2 separate regions of the Mus musculus genome follow, and region 1 is linked to region 2. The links are chromatin contacts, called in public ChIA-PET maps. All regions are on one chromosome and are shown on one strand. Each heading gives the region's core, a stretch centred on a gene start, on an enhancer-like site or on the middle of the called end of the contact. The rest is flanking DNA. Distances are from core to core; before and after follow the strand shown. Region 1 has its middle 40 kb from the start of Gm32234. Region 2 overlaps Cdk19 (cyclin-dependent kinase 19).

The links. ChIA-PET counts read pairs in DNA pulled down with a chosen protein or histone mark.
Region 1: an H3K27ac ChIA-PET map of liver shows a contact between it and region 2, with 3 times the contacts expected there. The contact joins two enhancer-like sites. A contact is called at or near these places in 2 of 15 datasets of contacts at CTCF or cohesin (the NIH/3T3 cell line and large pre-B cells), 4 of 484 Hi-C or Micro-C datasets (the N1E-115 cell line, bone marrow-derived macrophages, erythroblasts and 1 more) and 8 of 115 datasets of contacts at active chromatin or transcription factors (the HPC-7 cell line, bone marrow-derived macrophages, double positive thymocytes and 5 more).

Annotation. Positions count from the first base shown.
Region 1 is chr10:40,491,973-40,496,505 of GRCm38.p6, reverse strand. No RefSeq gene overlaps it. Among named protein-coding and RNA genes, the nearest start is that of Gm32234, 40 kb to the right of the region's middle. Within about 2 kb of position 1,550, at least 31 of the 459 cell types and tissues checked have an H3K27ac peak or open chromatin away from gene starts, as enhancers often do. A contact at or near this core is called in double positive thymocytes and liver, where this site is marked.
Region 2 is chr10:40,372,098-40,376,771 of GRCm38.p6, reverse strand. The region is part of intron 1 of Cdk19 (cyclin-dependent kinase 19); the gene reads right to left. Among named protein-coding and RNA genes, the nearest start is that of Cdk19, 25 kb to the right of the region's middle. Within about 2 kb of position 3,396, at least 244 of the 459 cell types and tissues checked have an H3K27ac peak or open chromatin away from gene starts, as enhancers often do. A contact at or near this core is called in double positive thymocytes and liver, where this site is marked.

The sequences.
Region 1 (4,533 bases), core at 301-2,800, 120 kb before region 2:
CCTGATATGGAAGCTGGGAGCTGGACCTCTGACAGAGCAGTGAGTACTCTTAGCCACTGAGCTGTTTGTCTTCCCAGCCCAAGCCTGGCTTTTTAATGACTGTGCTGAAGATCAAATGCAAGTATTTGTATTTGAGCTTCAAGTACTTTTCTCACAGAGCCACACCATGGCCTATCAGGCATACATGTAAGAAGTATCTTTTCTCCTTCTCTTCCCCTCCCCCTCCCTCTCCCCCTCCCTGTCCCCCTCCCCCTTCCCTTTCCCCTCCTCCTCCTCCTTCTCCTCCTCTTCTTCCTCCTCCTTCTCCTCCTCTTCCTCCTCCTCCTCTTTTTCTCTGATTTTATCTATTTATTTATTCATTGAGATAGGATCTCACTGTGTAGCCCTGGGCTCAAATGATCCTCCTGCCTCAGCCTCCCACAGAAGTATCTTCTTAATGCCAAGAAATATGTCATTCTTGGGGTTAGCCGATGGAGGTGATGCACAAGGAGAGTGTTGGCTCCACTTGGGGTCTCCAGACATTTGGTCTCAGAGGAACAATGCACCAGTTTCATGTACAGTCTCCTGGGAATGCTGAGCCTTCATTTCTGTTGGTAATGGTTCTTGCATTGATTGGCTGATCCACCACAGTTGCTACCTTGTGACGCTTCTCTAAGGAGCACCTATGGGCCAAATAGGAACATTTTCCTTCCATGACTCAAGCTCACACTCCTCTTGCCTCTACATGAAACAATACTGGTTTCAGGCAAGCGGAAACACTTAGCCTCTGTATACAGTAGGCGTTCAGCCAATGCTTTTCTACTCACAGCAATAGTTCCCCTAGAAAGAAGGAGAAAGCTGTGGCCGACTGTACACTGAAGATGTGAGAGTAGCGTCCATGTTGTATGCTGCTGCTCTAGGAAACAGTCCTGCACTAATCAGTACATTGTTACTTTTTCATGTTAAGGACTAAGCCCAACCCCAGTACCCCGTTTCCCCTCCAGGACGCATGCTGTGTGGAGTGGAGCTGTCAGGTTTAGGGATGCTGCTGAGCAAACAGAACCTTAGCTTGGCAGAATAGGTGAGATGATGGGGAAAGATGTTACTCCTGAGGAGAGGCTGTGAGGGACTGAGGGCCACACCTGAGGCAGGAAGGAAGAGAAGGAGAACACTGAAGGACTATAGAAGTAATAGAGAGGCACAGGGGGCTAGTCTTTGGGGCTACCACAGCCCACAGCCTCCTCCCCGCATTTTCCCCAGAATCACCTGCATCTGCTGGCACATAGGGCCCGTTACAGGACTGGGACAAAGGGACCCTTAACCTAGGCAGAGCGGCCTCTCCTTCTGACCAAGCTTATTCACCTTCTCATTGACAAATATGTAAGGATACCTACTGTGTAATGATGCCTACTATGTGAGGGCATCTCCTTAGGGACAATGAGGCCTTGCCTCAAAATCACCACGCCAAGCAAGTAAGTACAAAGTCCAGCTTCAGGCACTCCATTGCAGCATCAGAAGGCATGCTGAGACAGCTGTCATGTTTGGTGTAGTTACTGATTAAAGTCGGAGTTACTCTCGTTTAAGCAGAAGGTTCACAAGGGCAAAGTCTGGGTTTCTTTGTGTCTCTGTGCCTTCTCACCAGCACAGCAGAGAAAGTGCCACATGCCAGCTACTACTTGACTTCTTATGCATATTTGCTCTCGGTTATTCTACATGATACTCTCTTTTCACATGTCTCAGATGCCAAGTAGTGCAATGTAAGCTTGCAGAGCCCAGAGAACAAAGCCAGGGGCACAGGAGGCAGATGGGTCTCATAGCCACAAAGGCCAGATGCTGGGTGGCACTGCAGGTGACAGAGCCTAGGGCAGCTTCAGCCCAGATCCCTCAAGTGTGTGAGAGCTAAGGTGATGATATAGGGCAAGAGAGGTTATCCAGCTCTGCTACTGAAAGGCCAGTAGGAAGTCAGAAAGCCTGAGGGGACTCTTCCACCAGCACCCCAGAGCTTCGGCAAGTATGGACACAGCACTTCTGGGCCTCCAGAGCCCACATCCTCAATAGCCCAGAGCAGTTGTTGGCCTTCCTGCTCTCTGCAGCTCCTGAGCAGAGACCTGTAAAGAGGTCATGCTACTGGACGCCTCTTCATGGCCGCCTTCCAGCCTCCTGCAAGTGAGGCAAGTACTGTACTGCTGAGCTACACCCCCAGAGGATCAGACTGCCTCCTGGAGATGACGTATCACTGGACCTGATCTTATACCCAGTCTGAGACCCTGTGCCTTGTCACCAGTCTCTTTGAATGTATCTGGATGTGTTGAGTTTGTGGGTCTGTAAACGATGGTTGCTATCAGATGGTGATTTTTATTCATTGTATCATTAAATGTATCCCTCCATCCTCTCCTTTACTCTGTGAAGTTGATTACACAGGTATGAGATGTCTGCTGTCATCCCATCCAGCATCTGAGGGGTTACTTTTATTCAATCTTTTTTTTTTCATTGTTCTTCAAATTGGATCATTTCTAATGGTCTAAATTTAAATCCACCGATTTTTCTGTAAATTTGTTATTACACTTAAACCATTTAGATTATGTTTTTCATAGTTTCTACATCTTTATTGAGATCCTCTATTTGTGGAGTCCTTATTAATATGCTGATTTCTTTTTTGAGGGTGGGGGAGCATTCCAAACATGGTTTCTCTGCATAGCCCTGGCTGTGCTAGAACTGGATCTGTAGACCAGGCTGGCCCTGAACTCACAGAGAGTCTCCAGCCTATGTCCCTGCAACCATGTGCTGACTTCTGAATTCCAGAGCACAGTTCTTCACTGCTTGGAGCATACATACAGCACCACAAATCTTCATCAACCAACTCTGCTTTCTGCTCAGGCTCAGTCAGGGCTATTGTCTGGTGTCTTCGCAAGTCATTTTTGTTGGAATTTTGGTGTTTTTCTATGCAGTAGCAACCCTGGACCCTGTCATCACATCCCTTGCTCTCAATATTAATTTGCCTAAACTCAGCAAGTAAAGTATTTGCCATGTGTCTGGTCAGTTTATGTTTTTAGTTTATGTAAGTTTTAGCCCAGCGTTGTAACAGCTCTGGAGCCAACTAATAATTTGGCCAGCGCACCTGAAACCTTTAGGGGGCTGGGGCAGGTGTTCCTTGTTACTAGGTTTCTGTGAGGAGGAAACCTTTGAAGTCCTGTCCATTTCCATAGCTGTCTCTACCTTCCATTGAGCTCTCTGAACTCCCACTGCACACAGGCTCAGTTTGCTAAGGAAGTGTGGAGAGCTCATCTCTGTAAGATTTTTTAGGTGCTCTAGAAATTCCCTCATTAACCTCCCAGAAAGTCAGCTGCCCACTCTAACCGAGACTGTAGTCACAGACGGGCCTGGCTGTGGAGTTCCTCTCTGGTTCCTCCTGAGTTGACTGTCAGTGCTGACAACCCTGCTGGTTATGTGTTCTGCCTTCTGTTCCCACTCTAGCACGCCGGCCGCCCACTGCCAAGGAGCCTGTGCTGTTCAGTCAGTGATGCTCTACACTGCCAAACTGTGACTCCTGACCGCACAAGAAATCAAGAATCTTTATTGACAGATACATGTGCACACCGGCCAATTCGGGCCCTTCTCTTAACTCTCTTAATTGGTCTATTTTTGAGCCTAAAATCTTCCCCCGCATCCCTGCCTCTGTCTTGTTTTTGTCTTCTTCAGCCTTTTCTGATCTATAAATATTAACACCCAAACTGCAGAATAGAACACTTGAAATCTTCTGGGTCTGAAGGTTACCTGGTTCATGAATCAAATAAACATTTAAATTTATTTTCTTCAAAGTGCTTCATTTCTTTGACCCCAGAATCTCTTTAAAAGTAAACACATCTGAGGGCACAGCTCAGTGATGGAGCGCTTGCCCAGCATGAACAAGGCTCTACCTGAGATTCCCCAGTGTCACTGAAGGGGTTTGGGGAAAACTGACCCAGCAGGCCTGTGGCAAAGTCAATAGGCAGCTCTGTTGTGGCCATTCCTTACAGTGCCAAATAAACTTGTTTTCTTTCTAATAAGTAAATTTTAAAAAACCAAAAACCAAAAAACTAAATAAGTCTTAAGGGATCTTGTATTCAGAAGACTCCTAACGGATTCCCTTAAGGTCTAAGGTCGAGGGGAAAGTAATGGCAGAGACTGGGAGGAGAGGTGAATGTTATTTTCAATATTTCAAAGACACCGCATGGGAAGTGTATAATTACCAGAGATAAGGCTGCCAGGCAAAGCCTCATGTTGGACTTCTAAGTTTGGACTGGAATAACTTCAACACAATATGAGAACTCTGATTATCTTGTGTTGATTAGAGGGTTTTGTTGGTAATTATAAATAGCCTTGGTTAACAAAAGTGGAAGGGTAAGCCAATTATTACCTAATAAAACACTTTATTTTAGCCCAGGGTGTGGGTCCCAGAGAACAAAGGAACAACCTAAGGGATTCTTGGAGATAAAATAAATGGAAACCTCTGATTTGCTGCAGACTTCCCGGGCACAATGGAGAGAACGTGAAGGCAGTCAAGCTGGCCAGAGA
Region 2 (4,674 bases), core at 2,147-4,646:
AACAAACACACAAAAAAAGATTATTTACTCATTTACTTGTTTATTTATTTAGTGGATGGGTATTTTGCCTGAGCATATATATGCACAATTTGCATGCTTGGTGCCTGTGGAGAGGTTGATAAAGGGCATCAGATCCCTAGCACTGCTGCATCTCCCCAGGGAAAAAATCTTGTCATACAGCCCCGCACTGCAAGAATTCAGCCCTGAAAGGAAATGCCTGTAAATTGCTGTTACAGATGGTTGTGAGCCTCCGCGTGGGTGCTGGGAATAGAATATAGTCTTATAGAAGTGCAGCCAGAGCTTTACTCACTGAGCCATAACTGCACCCCATATCCTTTTAGTTAGGTGGGAGTTTTGGCAGTTTTCCTACTTGATGTTAGATACTATTATAGTCTCTTTCCTAATGCAGTAAGAAAGGGCTCTTGCTCTTTATATCCACAATCTCTGAAATATACTTACAAGAGAAAAGTTAATTGGCTTAGAAGATTTTATTTGAAACTTGAATCAGCATTGCATGTAAATCGTGAGGTCAAACCAAAATGTCAGCTCTATTCTTCTGAGAATGACGCTCCATTCTAGTACAACAGTTCTTATTATTGTCTGCTGGGTTTTGTTGCTGTTGTTTGAGACAGTGTGTCCATACAGATCAAGCTAGCCTCCACTCACAAAGATCAGTCCACTTCTGCCTCCCCAAGTGCTCAGAAAAAAAAGGTGTGAGGCACTCCCTGAACCCTGCATTACAATACTTAAAGAAAACAAGCTATAAACAACTATCTCATTTCTGCATCATAAAATGTGCTGTGTGGACTGAGAAATGCATCTTACATAAACTATTGACAATTTTCTTTCAAAAGTTCCCACAAAGGTTGACCTGAATTTGTCTACTTTAATGGTCGTGATGTTACCACCTTTAGGGATATGGAGATGGAGGAATTAGGAGTCCAAGGTCATCTATACTTACATAGTGAGTTCAAGGCTAGCCTGGGCTACAAGAGACCTAATCTCCAAAAACAAAAACATTTAGGCAAATCTAGCCTTATCAAATGATGTATTTCAGGCAAATGTCAACCCAAGAGTTAAAGTCACTAATAAGTTAAAAACCAAGATACTAATTATATAAAATGGTTACCCAATTAAAATCAAATGTAAATACCAGTAATAATGAGCCATTCTACTCTTAATTTATAATAAACAGCTATCTTTTAAACTTACCATTAAATCAACTTTTTAATTCAAAGCAAATCAGCACTATCCAACAGGACATACTGCATTTATTAGGAGCTGCAAATAGCTATTGTTTCATGGGACTTAATGCACTGAAGAAACTGATCTGCCACCCTCAAGCACTGCCTCTGCATTCCTCTCACATGCTACAATGCCACCGAAAGCATGTAAGTAACACTTCGAGACTACAAGTGAAGCAGAGGGTCCAAAATTCTAACACAAGTAAGTGATTTAGGTTTAATCAGCACAGCAATGTTTTTCATGTCTTTTTGTTTCCTGAGAAAGAACAGCACGCGCCAAGGCTCACCTGCAAAGGAGCACAATACATCTGAAGGCCGATAGAGCACGGGGAAGAAAAGAAAACCGCTGAGAAAGAAACAAGCAGGACACACACCTTAGTAAGCGTACTAAGGAACCTGGACTTCATTCATCCTAAGACACGAGGTAGGAAAGAACCTATGCAGGCTATGTTCCTGCGAGCAGTCTGGAGGTGTGACGAAGAACAGAGACCCTGAGAGTCAGGTTTGTGGGCACAACAGTGTAAGCTAGGGAGTAAGAGCAGATGGCTCTGAAAGACAACTAGGACACAGAGCCAATGGACACAGGAAAACAACAGACAGCCCAGAATGACTCCTGCTAGCAGGCTAGGCAATACAGCAGACTGAGCAAGTTGTAGGGAACTGAAAAGTTGAGGGCTTTGATAATGTCTAAAGGAAGATGTTAAATGTCAGTAGCTTAGAAGGGAGACAGGATTGTGAAAGTAAAATCAAAAATGGGAAGGACTGAACCCATAAGAGCATCACTTTGAAAACAATGGTCTCATATGTAAAATGTATGGTACAGATTGGGGTACACGTGTAGCTCAGTTGGCATAGTTAGTACTTGTCTAGCATGCACGAAGCCCTAGGTTCAATTCCCAGCACCAGATAAAAACAGGCATGATGGTACAGGCTTTGGACTTGGGAGGCAGAAGCAGGAGAACCAGATGTTCACTGCCAACCTTGGCTAACTAACAAAAACCCAGCCAAAGCTACATGAGACTCTCTCTCAAAAAGAAAAGGGTAGGGGGAGGTTAACACCCTGGAGAAATGATTCAGAAGTTAAGAGTCAACCCGATCTTGCAGAGGACCAAATTCAGTTCCCAGGGGAATCCAATGCCTCTCACCTCCACTGCACACACACATACACACAAACACACGCGCACACACACACTTTTTAAAATTCTTTATAACCATATATTTAATCTCATCTTCCTCAAAGAAACTAAAAGGGGTGGAGGTAGACAAGATGCCTTTCTATGTTTTGATAATCTACTGAGACTCTTAATTATACCTATATATACCATATCACAGTTAAATATGCATAATTTAAAATGATAAAAAATAACCAATTAACTTAGAAATGAAGTACAAAAAATTCTTAGGAAAATTATTTTCAATTACTACTGGTAAATTAAAAGTAGCCATTAAAGAACGTAAAAGGCCACAGGGTTTCAATATAAAGGTATAGCTTACTCCACTAAATAATCTGAAAGTCCTACCTACTGCTGCTAAGAGATAGGAGCAAGTGAAACAAACGGTGAACTCAGCTGACTGGCTGTGTCTTGAGCAAATGAACGTTACTCAACCTCGCATGAACCGCACATCCTCCATGTCAGGCACAATGCACAGACACTTACTTGATACCTAGTAGAACACAATTTCCAAAGGACAGAAAACAATTACTCTAAAAATTTAATAAAATTAAACAAGAAAACAGATACCCCAATTCTCATTCAGAATCTACCTACAAACTGACATTGTTATTAACTTTATGCTTTGCAGTATAACCTATATTGCTAAATATGTCAGCTGGGGCTAGGGAGATGGCTCAGTGGTTAAGAGCACTGACTGTTCTTCCAGAGGTCCTGAGTTCAATTCCCACATGGTGGCTCACAACCATCTGTAATGGGATCCGATGCCCTCTTCTGGTTGTCTGAAGACAGCTACAGTGTATACTCATAGACATTAAATAAAAATCTTTTTAAAAAAATTGTTAGCTGCTACAGATCTTTTTTTAATTAAAGAAAAAACTGTAAACCAAATGTGCTGACGCACAACTTTAATCTCAGCACTGAAGGGACCGAGGTACAAGCATCTGTGAGAATTCGAGTTCAACACAGTCCACAACAGAAAGTTCTGGACCAGCCAGGTTTACACAGTGAGACCTTGGTACCCTGCCTCCAAACAAAAATACAAAGTTACTAGAGCTGAGAAAGTTGTCTCACTAGGTAAAAGTGCTGTCACACAAATATGCAAAAATGAAGACCTGAGTTCAAATGCCCGTAAGTCTCATAAAAGCCTGACGTATTATGTGATTGTCTGTAATCCCTGTTCACCCACAGCCAGCTAGGAGACAAAGGCAGAGGATCTGCAGAAGCTCACAGGCCACTACACTGCTGATGCACTGGAAAAGAGACTCTCAAACGGGGTGCAAGGTGAGGACCAACACTCAAGGTACATGCTGACCCACATTCACACATAGGGATGTGCTACATGCATGTGCCTATGCACAATTGTTAAAAGAATTGTTCCAGTAATATGAAGAAAATTCATAAAAACTTGCATAAACTCATAAAAGTAATATTTATAAGATCTGGCACATAAATGGCAAAATGATCCCCTTTTTTTGGTCAAAGAAACATTGCCCAAGAAAGGTATATCAGATTTTCTGATCCTAATCTCATTATTTTCTTTAAAAGCAACTCATTAAAAAAACCTCTATAAAAATGTATTTTACAAGTATGTGGGATGTGTTTGTTTCTCTACTAAAACAAGCACAAACTTGAGAAGAGCATATTAACAAGTTGGGAAGAGCGGTAATTAGCATATTGGAGACTAACGTTTCTGGCACACGGAACCTAACACAAGAATGTCTATCCTCCAGTCATGAGTCATGGATTAGGCTGCCTCTCTATTTATTGTGAAGCAATCTTTCAGTAAAAGGAGCAGTAGGGAAGAATACAACATGAATAATGACTTGGACAAGTTCCCAGAAGAAACCACAGTGCAGCTAAGTCTGAGAAATGGCACAGTCATACTATACAATATACCAGTGTTCTCTTTTATGAGTTACTCCCAATCTTAATGTCAGAGCAAGTGAAAGTCACTCTCTAGCTCTCTATGGCTTTCTGATTTCTGTTACACTGGTCTGTGGGTGTGCACACAAGCAAGCACACAAAGGCCCACTGCAGAAGCCGTTTCTCTCCTGCCACTGCACGGGTCCCAGGGATTAGAACGCAACAGGCTTACTGGCACCAAATGTCGCATCCACTGAGCAGCTAGCTCAGCAGCTCCAACGTCTTTCTTTCTTTTTTTTTTCTTTTACAGGTTTTAGTAATAACGAATAAAAATGCATCATAAATGTGATCAAAGTGATGCATCTGTGATATCGTTTTAACTGCTGCGTGGT